Regions from separate parts of the Sus scrofa genome. Here regions 1 and 3 are each linked to region 2. Evidence: chromatin contacts called from public Hi-C and HiChIP or PLAC-seq data. All regions are on one chromosome and are shown on one strand. The core of a region is the stretch at or near the end of the contact, and the rest is flanking DNA. Distances in the headings are between cores, read along the strand shown. Region 1 holds the start of HTR7 (5-hydroxytryptamine receptor 7). Region 2 overlaps HTR7 (5-hydroxytryptamine receptor 7). Region 3 holds the start of RPP30 (ribonuclease P protein subunit p30).

The links. Hi-C and Micro-C count contacts between places; a contact is called where the count stands out from the background. HiChIP or PLAC-seq counts read pairs in DNA pulled down with a chosen protein or histone mark.
Region 1: a Hi-C map of alveolar macrophages shows a contact between it and region 2, with 4 times the contacts expected there. The contact joins the promoter of HTR7 here to the enhancer-like site in region 2. A contact is called at or near these places in 1 of 5 promoter capture datasets (fetal skeletal muscle), 23 of 47 Hi-C or Micro-C datasets (adipocytes, adipose tissue, alveolar macrophages and 17 more) and 1 of 2 datasets of contacts at active chromatin or transcription factors (alveolar macrophages).
Region 3: a contact with region 2 is called in an H3K27ac HiChIP or PLAC-seq map of alveolar macrophages. The contact joins the promoter of RPP30 here to the enhancer-like site in region 2. A contact is called at or near these places in 20 of 47 Hi-C or Micro-C datasets (adipocytes, adipose tissue, alveolar macrophages and 15 more) and 1 of 2 datasets of contacts at active chromatin or transcription factors (alveolar macrophages).

The regions. Positions count from the first base shown.
Region 1 is chr14:102,547,319-102,550,125 of Sscrofa11.1, reverse strand. It overlaps HTR7 (5-hydroxytryptamine receptor 7), which reads left to right and starts at 1,333. Exons shown (of 3, transcript NM_214085.1): 1 at 1,333-1,877. The coding sequence starts at 1,333.
Region 2 is chr14:102,453,651-102,456,543 of Sscrofa11.1, reverse strand. It overlaps HTR7 (5-hydroxytryptamine receptor 7), which reads left to right. Exons shown (of 3, transcript NM_214085.1): 2 at 2,041-2,799. Among named protein-coding and RNA genes, the nearest start is that of HTR7, 94 kb to the left of the region's middle. Within about 2 kb of position 1,598, at least 3 of the 83 cell types and tissues checked have an H3K27ac peak or open chromatin away from gene starts, as enhancers often do. A contact at or near this core is called in alveolar macrophages and undifferentiated spermatogonia, where this site is marked.
Region 3 is chr14:102,564,254-102,567,252 of Sscrofa11.1, reverse strand. RPP30 (ribonuclease P protein subunit p30) reads right to left here and starts at 1,451. Exons shown (of 13, transcript XM_001924771.6): 1 at 1,119-1,451. The coding sequence starts at 1,200.

The DNA.
Region 1 (2,807 bases), core at 84-2,583, 94 kb before region 2:
TTTTTAGAGTCTTTAAAGAAATCACTGCTGGCTTCCAATAAAAATCTTTCAACAAAACGAAGTGAAAGAAGTCTCACAAATAATAAACATCAGCCACTCTGATAGGGTTTGAATACTAAGGGGATTTTAGGCAATAGGCATTAAATCAACATACACCTCCGGGATACTTCTGCAGAACATTATAACCGGTCATTTCTTCTCTTTTGTACAAGATTTCCAGAATGCCACGGGAAAATTAACTCTCATTTCAGTGTATTAGGTTTTGAAGACTGAATATAAAAGCAGCCAAGATCTTTCTCAGATCTGAGAGGCCTGTATCTAGATGCCTGGAGGGTCTGTCCGAAAGGTTTAAGCCCTCCAGAGGTCCCTTTTCCTGGAGCTCCCAGCTTCTCCCAGATGTGGGGATCTCTCTCCCTTTTTCACTTCTTCTGAGAGCCCACCCTCACCCCATTCAGCTGCTTCTCTTTTTACATCTTCGATTTCTCCCATCAGTGGTCAAAATAGGAAACGGAAGTATCTGCTGCTTGGTGTAGTGTTAGAAAGGTTTTTTTAAAATTAAGATTAAAAATGCACATTATATATAGACACATATATATATTCCTCCTGGGGTTCTTTATTTTGCAATGAGTCCCAACGTCCGTTCCCTAGTCTTTCCCTACCAAACTGTTATTCACTTGGGGGGGAGGGGGTTCGGGTCTGTAGGAGGGGGTCTGAGTCTCCTGCGGAAAGAAAGAACCCGGGGTGAAGCGGCTTGGGATCCCAGGAGGCGCGTGGAGTGCCTCCTTCCGCCCAGTGGGGGCACGCGGGAGAGGCGGCGGCCCCTGCCCAGCCCGGGAAGCCCGTCCGGGAGCCCGGCGGGCGCGGGCAGCGGCCGGAGGCGGCGGCGGCGGGGACGCGGCGCGGCTGCCGCAGGGGAGCGGCGGCGGCGGCGGTCGGCGCGAGGGGCGGGGCGCACTCCGCAACTTCTGCTGCTGCCTCTGGGGCGCTCTTGGCCGAGCCGCGCGGCTGCTGCGGACTGCGAGTTGCGGGCTGCGGGCTGCGGGCTGCGGTGCGGCCAGCCGAGCTCGGCCCGCGCGTCCTGGGCGTCCGTCGAGAGCCGCAGGCGCCTCCCGCAGGGAGTCCCCGGGCGACCGCGCTCCCGCCTCGTCCGCTGCGGCTGGGGCACCGGGACGTGCGGGGCCGCGAGGCCGGGCCGGGGCGCCCCCCAGTGGCCGGCGCGGGCCCCATGGCTGGGCCGAGTGGAGCGGAACCGGCGAGGTGAAGCCCCCGGGCCGGCAGCCGGAGCGCTTGGCGGGGGCGCCGGCTCCATGGGCAGCTGCGCACAGCGGCATGATGATGGACGTTAACAGCAGCGGCCGCCCGGACCTCTACGGGCATCTCCGTTCTATCCTCTTGCCGGAGGTGGGGCGCGGGCTTCCCGACTTGAGCTCCGACGGCGCCGGCCCTGTCGCGGGCTCCTGGGCGCCGCACCTGCTGCACGGGGTCCCTGAGGTGACGGCCAGCCCCGTGCCCACCTGGGACGCGCCCCGGGACAATGCCTCGGGCTGCGGGGAGCAGATCAACTACGGCAGAGCCGAGAAAGTTGTGATCGGCTCCATCCTGACGCTCATCACGCTGCTGACGATCGCCGGCAACTGCCTGGTGGTGATTTCGGTCTGCTTCGTCAAGAAGCTCCGTCAGCCCTCCAACTACCTGATCGTGTCCCTGGCGCTGGCCGACCTCTCGGTGGCCGTGGCGGTCATGCCCTTCGTCAGCGTCACTGACCTTATTGGGGGCAAGTGGATCTTTGGCCACTTCTTCTGCAACGTCTTTATCGCCATGGACGTCATGTGCTGCACGGCCTCGATCATGACCCTGTGCGTGATCAGTATCGACAGGTAAGAGCCGGGCCGCCCCGTCCCGGGGTCCGGCTGGGGATGTGCCGGCAGTTTAGCATCGCGCACTCGCCTTTCCTAGTCGGATAAACTAGACTTCACGGCTGTATGTAGGACTGCGCTTAGTACATTAACCCCCACACATCAACCCTACACCAACCAAACAACTTCAGTTACAGCATAGCCTATATACACTTTTAAAAGAAGAGCTTGAAATGTTCTGGTTTACTGTAGTGAGAATTTTAAGACCAAAGTTAAGAGTATTTTAAACATTAGCAGTTCCACCAGGGGGTCCCTTGGCTTGGTTTTCAGAAGGAAGGGATTTGATTCTCTCTGCACTTGACAAGCCCTTGCTGTGAGCCTGAAAGAATCAATTCTTACTTTAAGCAGTCAGTGGGAGAAAAGCCACCTTGCTTCCCTGATTGTAAGAGCTACTCCCCAGGCCAATAAAAAGACCTAGAATGGCCCCCAAATCTGGGGTCTACATGTCTGAACGTTGCGCCTTTGTGATTACTGATTTTGAATTACATTCTTTTGGAAGTCTGGTTTTAGTGTCTGGCAATGCTGTCTGTATCCTACAGGCTTACTGGAGCCCTACTTTCTGTCTGAATGGTTGGTCTAGCATTTCATCATATCTCTCGGGGATCTTCTCTTGAGAACTCCCCCACTGGAGTAATTGAAACAGAGGCTGACCATCTGTCAGGGATTCTGTGGAAAAAAATTCCTGTCTTGGGTGTCAGATTGGAATAAGGAATCTACAGGGTTTCTTCGGACTCTAGGATTACAAGATGCTGCAATGGGTCTAATCTTTGGTCCTAGAAGCATCGTGTAATTGACAATGTGAAGTATAGTCCTGATGTTATGTGGCAACAAAACAACTCTGCTTCTCTTGAAGCTGAAGTATTGAGTCTTAATATTCACAGTCGGAATTCT
Region 2 (2,893 bases), core at 349-2,848:
CCACAGGAGCTGATAGACAGCAAAGACTAGGTCCAAAAAGGGAGGTCTGAAAAGGAGTTCCAGCGGGAAAAATTTGGAGAGCTCTTGAACCAAAAGCAAAGAAAGGGAGCCTTCCCTGCCTTCCCCTGCTCCCCCCACCCCCACCTTAAGTATAATATCTACATTCAGCCTCAGGGCAGGGATCAGCTTGTTTGTGAACTTTCAGTCAAGTCTAACATTTTTCTTCAGGGGGTTCCTTATCCACCTTTTTATTTTCCCCCTAAAAATATTCTTCCCTAAAAATAATTTCAGACAATTCCACACAAGGCCAAGTCTATTTCACACTTCCCTTCTCTCATTCTTTCCCCTCTTCCTTCCTTGCTCCCTTCTTCCCACCTCCTTTTCAGCTCTTATTCTTGAGCTCTCAGGAAAACCTCCCTGTTTCTCATTCTTCTTTCTATTTGGGAGCCAAAGCATAGCCCTAATTACAGCTGAAAAACCTAGCGATGCTACTTGTGGGTCAGCTTTCTCAAAGACAAGGGAAGGCAGAGGTGAAATGAAGAGCTGGTACCATTGAGACCTGCATCCATGGGAGGGATCAGGAGTTCCTTCCACATCATTGTGAGGCTGTCTTCCCATCCACCTCCTGTGTGATTTCCCCAGATGCTGCATTCAAGATTTTTGGGTCTTTTATTCACTGCCATATCCCTAACATTTAAAACAGCATCTGGCATATAGAAAGAGCTCTATTGATATTTGTTGAAGGAGTGAATGAATATTCTTGATGAATAAGCAAATCTGGCTTATTCTTTTTCTTTTTTTAACTATATTTCAATTTTGCCTTGTTGTAAGTGTTGCCTTGATGCTAATTTTCATTGTGAAAGCATGATTTGCAACTTTTGTGGAATAATTTAAGCCTGATGTCTGAGGGTATTTAAAGCACAAAATAATAATTACTTTTTAAAATTCCGACCTACCAAGTGACTGACTTTCAGAAAATAAGGTGTCTTAGTAAGGTGGGCATTCTCTACCTTTCTTCTCACGTTTCAAGAGTGTCTTTTATGTACATAAATGGAGTAAATAGTCAGCAAAATGGCCAGCCTTTACATGGCTTGGCTTCTCAAATGCTCTTTAAATCTTCCCCCAAAATAAAAGCTAAGACCATTAAACACAGAGAAAAAAAAAATTTGGAAAGCTGTGAACTACTAAGCATTTGGCAGACCATCTTGCTGAATACGTTTTCTCTGTTTGCTGAGTCTTTTTGCATTATAAACCCTTGATAACAGAGACAGAGAAATATTTATTCTCTATATAGAACCAAGCTCAGAGGAAATGCTGGGTTTGCCTAATCTTTTTGAGAATTGTGCCCTTCCTTGTGATCCTCCTTAGAACTAGAGAAAGGAGGCAGGCTGTTTTTATTTTATAGCTCATTCCTCGGAAATTACCCTTGGGTAAGAACTTTCTGGGAATAAAAAAAGGATCACTTGCTACTTTCCATTCAAAACGCTAGGATTTCTTATCTCTGTGATCTTAAAGAAGTGCCTTCACTTTGGTGTAAAGGGGAAGTTGAAATGAATTAGGAGCTGGCCAGATAACAGAGGAGATCCGTGGGTGTGTCATATCCGAGTATGGCAGGCCTTGGTACAACTGAGGATGTGTCACAGCATCCCACATCAGGCTTGACATCTTGTTCCTGGCTGATTTCGGTGATAGTGGTGGTAGTGGGGGATGGGTATATACGAACTCTTCAGCTCCTTGACTGCGGTGGACTGTGAGAAGCTACAAGGTATGAAGAGAGCGGGGACTGGCATTACAGGCAGAGAGGGCTCGCAGGTTGAATGCTGGCAGTGCCTTTGGCTGACTGTGTGACCCGGAATAAAATAGGTAACCTCTCCGAGCCTTAGTCCGCCGTTTTGCAAAACAGGAAGATGATGCCTAGCTAGAACGGCTGGAGAGGAAGGGAGCTACTAGGTATATAGCCCAGCCCCCGGCTGGTGGGACTTCTCAGCTGATCGGGTGTGCTTATGGCGGTCACGTGTTCTCTGTCCTTTTCTCTCCCAGGTACCTTGGGATCACGAGGCCGCTGACGTACCCCGTCAGGCAGAATGGCAAGTGCATGGCTAAGATGATCCTCTCTGTCTGGCTTCTCTCCGCCTCCATCACTTTGCCGCCGCTCTTCGGCTGGGCGCAGAACGTAAATGACGACAAGGTGTGCTTGATCAGCCAGGATTTTGGCTACACGATCTACTCCACGGCAGTGGCGTTCTACATCCCCATGTCCGTCATGCTTTTCATGTACTACCAGATTTACAAGGCCGCCAGGAAGAGCGCCGCCAAACACAAGTTCCCAGGCTTCCCTCGCCCGGAGGAGCCCGACAGCGTCATTTCACTGAATGGCATGGTGAAGCTCCAGAAGGAGGTGGAGGAGTGTGCGAACCTTTCGAGACTCCTCAAACACGAGAGGAAAAACATCTCCATCTTTAAGAGGGAACAGAAAGCAGCCACCACCTTGGGGATCATTGTCGGGGCCTTCACCGTGTGCTGGCTGCCGTTTTTCCTCCTCTCGACGGCCAGACCCTTCATCTGTGGCACTGCGTGCAGCTGCATCCCGCTGTGGGTGGAGAGGACATTTCTGTGGCTGGGCTATGCAAACTCTCTCATTAACCCCTTTATATATGCCTTCTTCAACCGGGACCTGAGGACCACCTACCGCAGCCTGCTCCAGTGCCAGTACCGGAATATCAACCGGAAGCTCTCGGCTGCAGGCATGCACGAGGCCCTGAAGCTTGCTGAGAGGCCCGAGAGACCTGAGCTTGTGCTGTAAGGTCATTTATCACTATTTTCCTTCTATCCCCCCCAACCCTTTCATGGAACTTCTTTTTGAAGCTGCTCACAGAAAGCTTCCTGAATCAGT
Region 3 (2,999 bases), core at 202-2,701, 110 kb before region 2:
ACCAGGGAACTTCCATACCCTAAGGGTACGGCCCTAAAAGGACTAAATAAATAAATAACATATATTAATGCCAAGATAGTGGTCTTCCCTCTCAATAGTTTTTCCAATTTCCTTCTTTCTTTCCTCCTTCAAATGAGGATCCATTACTTGATAGGCCCTGCAGATATCTCTCTCTCTCTCTCTTTTTTTTTTTTTTTGCTTTTTAGGGCCGTACCTGTGGCATATGGAAGTTCGCAGGCTAGGGGTCGAATCAGAGCTATAGCTGCCAGCCTACACCACAGCCACAGCAACACGGACTTCAAGCCGCATCTGTACACCGACGCTCACCCCAACGACGGATCCTTAACCCGCTGACAGAAGCCAGGGGTAGAACCCACATCTTCATGGATACGAGTTAGGTTGTTACCGCTGAACCACAACCGGGAACTTCGAAGAAATGTCTTTATTTTTAAACCCCTCTATCTCCACTTAGACACTTTAAGTCTAAGGAAGAAGGCAGAAGTCGCGATTAACTTCGATTAGAACGATCTTACCTCTCAGGGCTTCTGCTTTCCTTGGATTCAAATACGAGTAACATTCTAGCATTCTGGCCATGCTGGTCCCTTCCCAACCTCTTGGTGTGTCCTACGCCTCAACCTACCCTCCCTCTAAATAACATTATTCCAACACTCGCAGCCCCACGTCCCACCACCCCCGCCCATTTTCGGAGCACCCAAAGCACTCCCCATCTGTGCACCAACCAGCTTTCCGCATTTGACTGAGTCAGTACACAGTGGTGAGAGGTAGGAAGGGGCGATATTAAAAGCACAGGTGGAGACTAGCTTTGGCCAGCCTTCAGCTGTGAGGCCCTATATAAGTCCCTGGCCCTGTTAGGACCTCAGTTCCCCAATTCACAATAAAGAAGGAGCTGGACTGGGTAACAGTTCCCCAGCGCTTTTCGAGTTTCCCGGGCCCGGGATCACAGCAACCCCGCAGAAGGCATCAGCTTCCAGAGACTGCCTCCAGACCCCAGAAGACCTGAATGAGGCCCGGCCGCGTCCCTTCCGAACGTGGCCCGACGATCTGGATGGCAGCGAGGCTGGGCAGGCACCGCTGCTCGCGAAGCCGCGGCGACTCACGGTAAGCGGCGTTCTCCACGAGCCCACGCAGCGCCTTGAGGTCGGAACCCGCTCGCAGGTCCAAATCCACGAACACCGCCATGCTGAAATCACGTGAACTTGCGCGGCTGTCTGCGCAGCCGCAGGGCCCGCCCCCTCGGGGCACGCTGGGAATTGCAGTTTTCCTAAGCAGTCCTCCCGTCCCTCCCGCGGACTGACGTTCCCAGGCTCTTTGAGCGCCTTCGGATCCCAGCAGAAGTTAGTGTGTGGAAGTCAGCAGCCTCACTTCAGTTCTTCTTCCTCTGGATGGGAAAGTTTTGTTTCCCTCGAAGGGGTTCACATAGCCCACCATTCCTCCTGTGAAATAATGTAGAAAATGATTCTTTCAAAATGTACGTATACAGCATTTATTGAGGACTTACAGGGAAAGAAGGTCTGGAAACCCTTAAAAAGTAAGGGTTTTAAATCCGTTTTTCTTTCCCGCCCCTAAAGGTCATTCCATTGTTTAAATTGGACTTAATGGGGAGATGGGGAAACTGACCTGACAACTCGAAAAAGGTTTGCTCGAGAAAAAAGTCATTTTGCTCAATCAGAACAGACGGTGGCACAGCATGCTAAACTCCATTACAGCCAGTATTCTCAACCTGGAGTTGGCAGGGATAAGCGGTTAGCTTCAGCACGTGTTTAGCCAAAAATGGGTTAGACAAGGGAGGTGCACAATTGAAATGTTTTACAGTTTTCCGTCTGACAGATGTACAAGGTGGAATATATCCCACAGTTGTGATGGTTCCACATTTTCGTACACATGAACTCTTGAAGAGTGATAAATTAATTATCCGAGAACATAAAACTCTGGAACTAGAGTTTACATCACTGCTTTACAAAGTACCCGTGATTACTGGGTCAGTTCACCGAGTTCCCAACCCCCCTCCCTCCACCAGTTCTTCTAGCACCAGTAGTGATCCATTGTCCTTTACCCACAGGCAGCTCTGGCCTCAAAAGATTAATCTAACATCTGAACTGCTCTATACTAGACTGAATAAGAGTCCACAAATCAGGGGCTTGGATCTCCAGACTATGCCAAAGGGATGTGAAAGTTTGTAAACATTTTCCGTTTCTTTGCTAACTTGTCACAGACAGTACACAGAGTCTCGGGTTTGTGGGCCACATCTTGATTTGTTCTTTACATGACTTCTTTCTTGGTCTCAGAAGGGAATTTTAAGAGGGATCTGTTCCATGTGGTAGTATGTAATTCTCCTTTTGGTTAAGTTCAATAAAAAAGAAATCTTCTGCTATCTAATATTTGATGTTTTCTAAGTAAGAACAGAAGAAAATTTTACTTCTGCAAATAGAAGAAAGTCATATAAAACAAACTCTGGCTTCTCATCTGAAAATCTCGTGTTAATTTTGCAGGAAGATCTAGTGTTAATTTTATAGGCGTCTTCATCTGCAGCCACAAAACCTAAATTGTTTGGAAATATGTCCGATGTGTGGTGAAGGTGAATAAGATGACTCATTATTTGATACCAGAATTAGACTACAGAGGGCTTCTTTCTTTGAAAGTCATGACGCTGTTTCTGTGGACTGTATACCCTTTAAACTTCTTATCTTCACCCTGGGCTTAGAAGGGAGGAAGAAGGACGAAAAAGAAAATGAATGAACGACAGTCACTGAGCAGTCTACTGAGGGCCAGCCTATTTGCTAAGTAGTTGCCTGCATGTTTAATTTTCAAAACAACTGAGTTAAGTGCTGCTTTTTCCACAACCTCTGCATTTTACATTTGAATCATCTGAGGCTTAGGTCATTGTGGTAGGACCACAGGTGGATCCAGGTGGCTTGGATCTATTCTCATGTCTCTATGTACTGTCTCCTGGACAAAGCAAGCAGAGAGGAGAGTTGGAG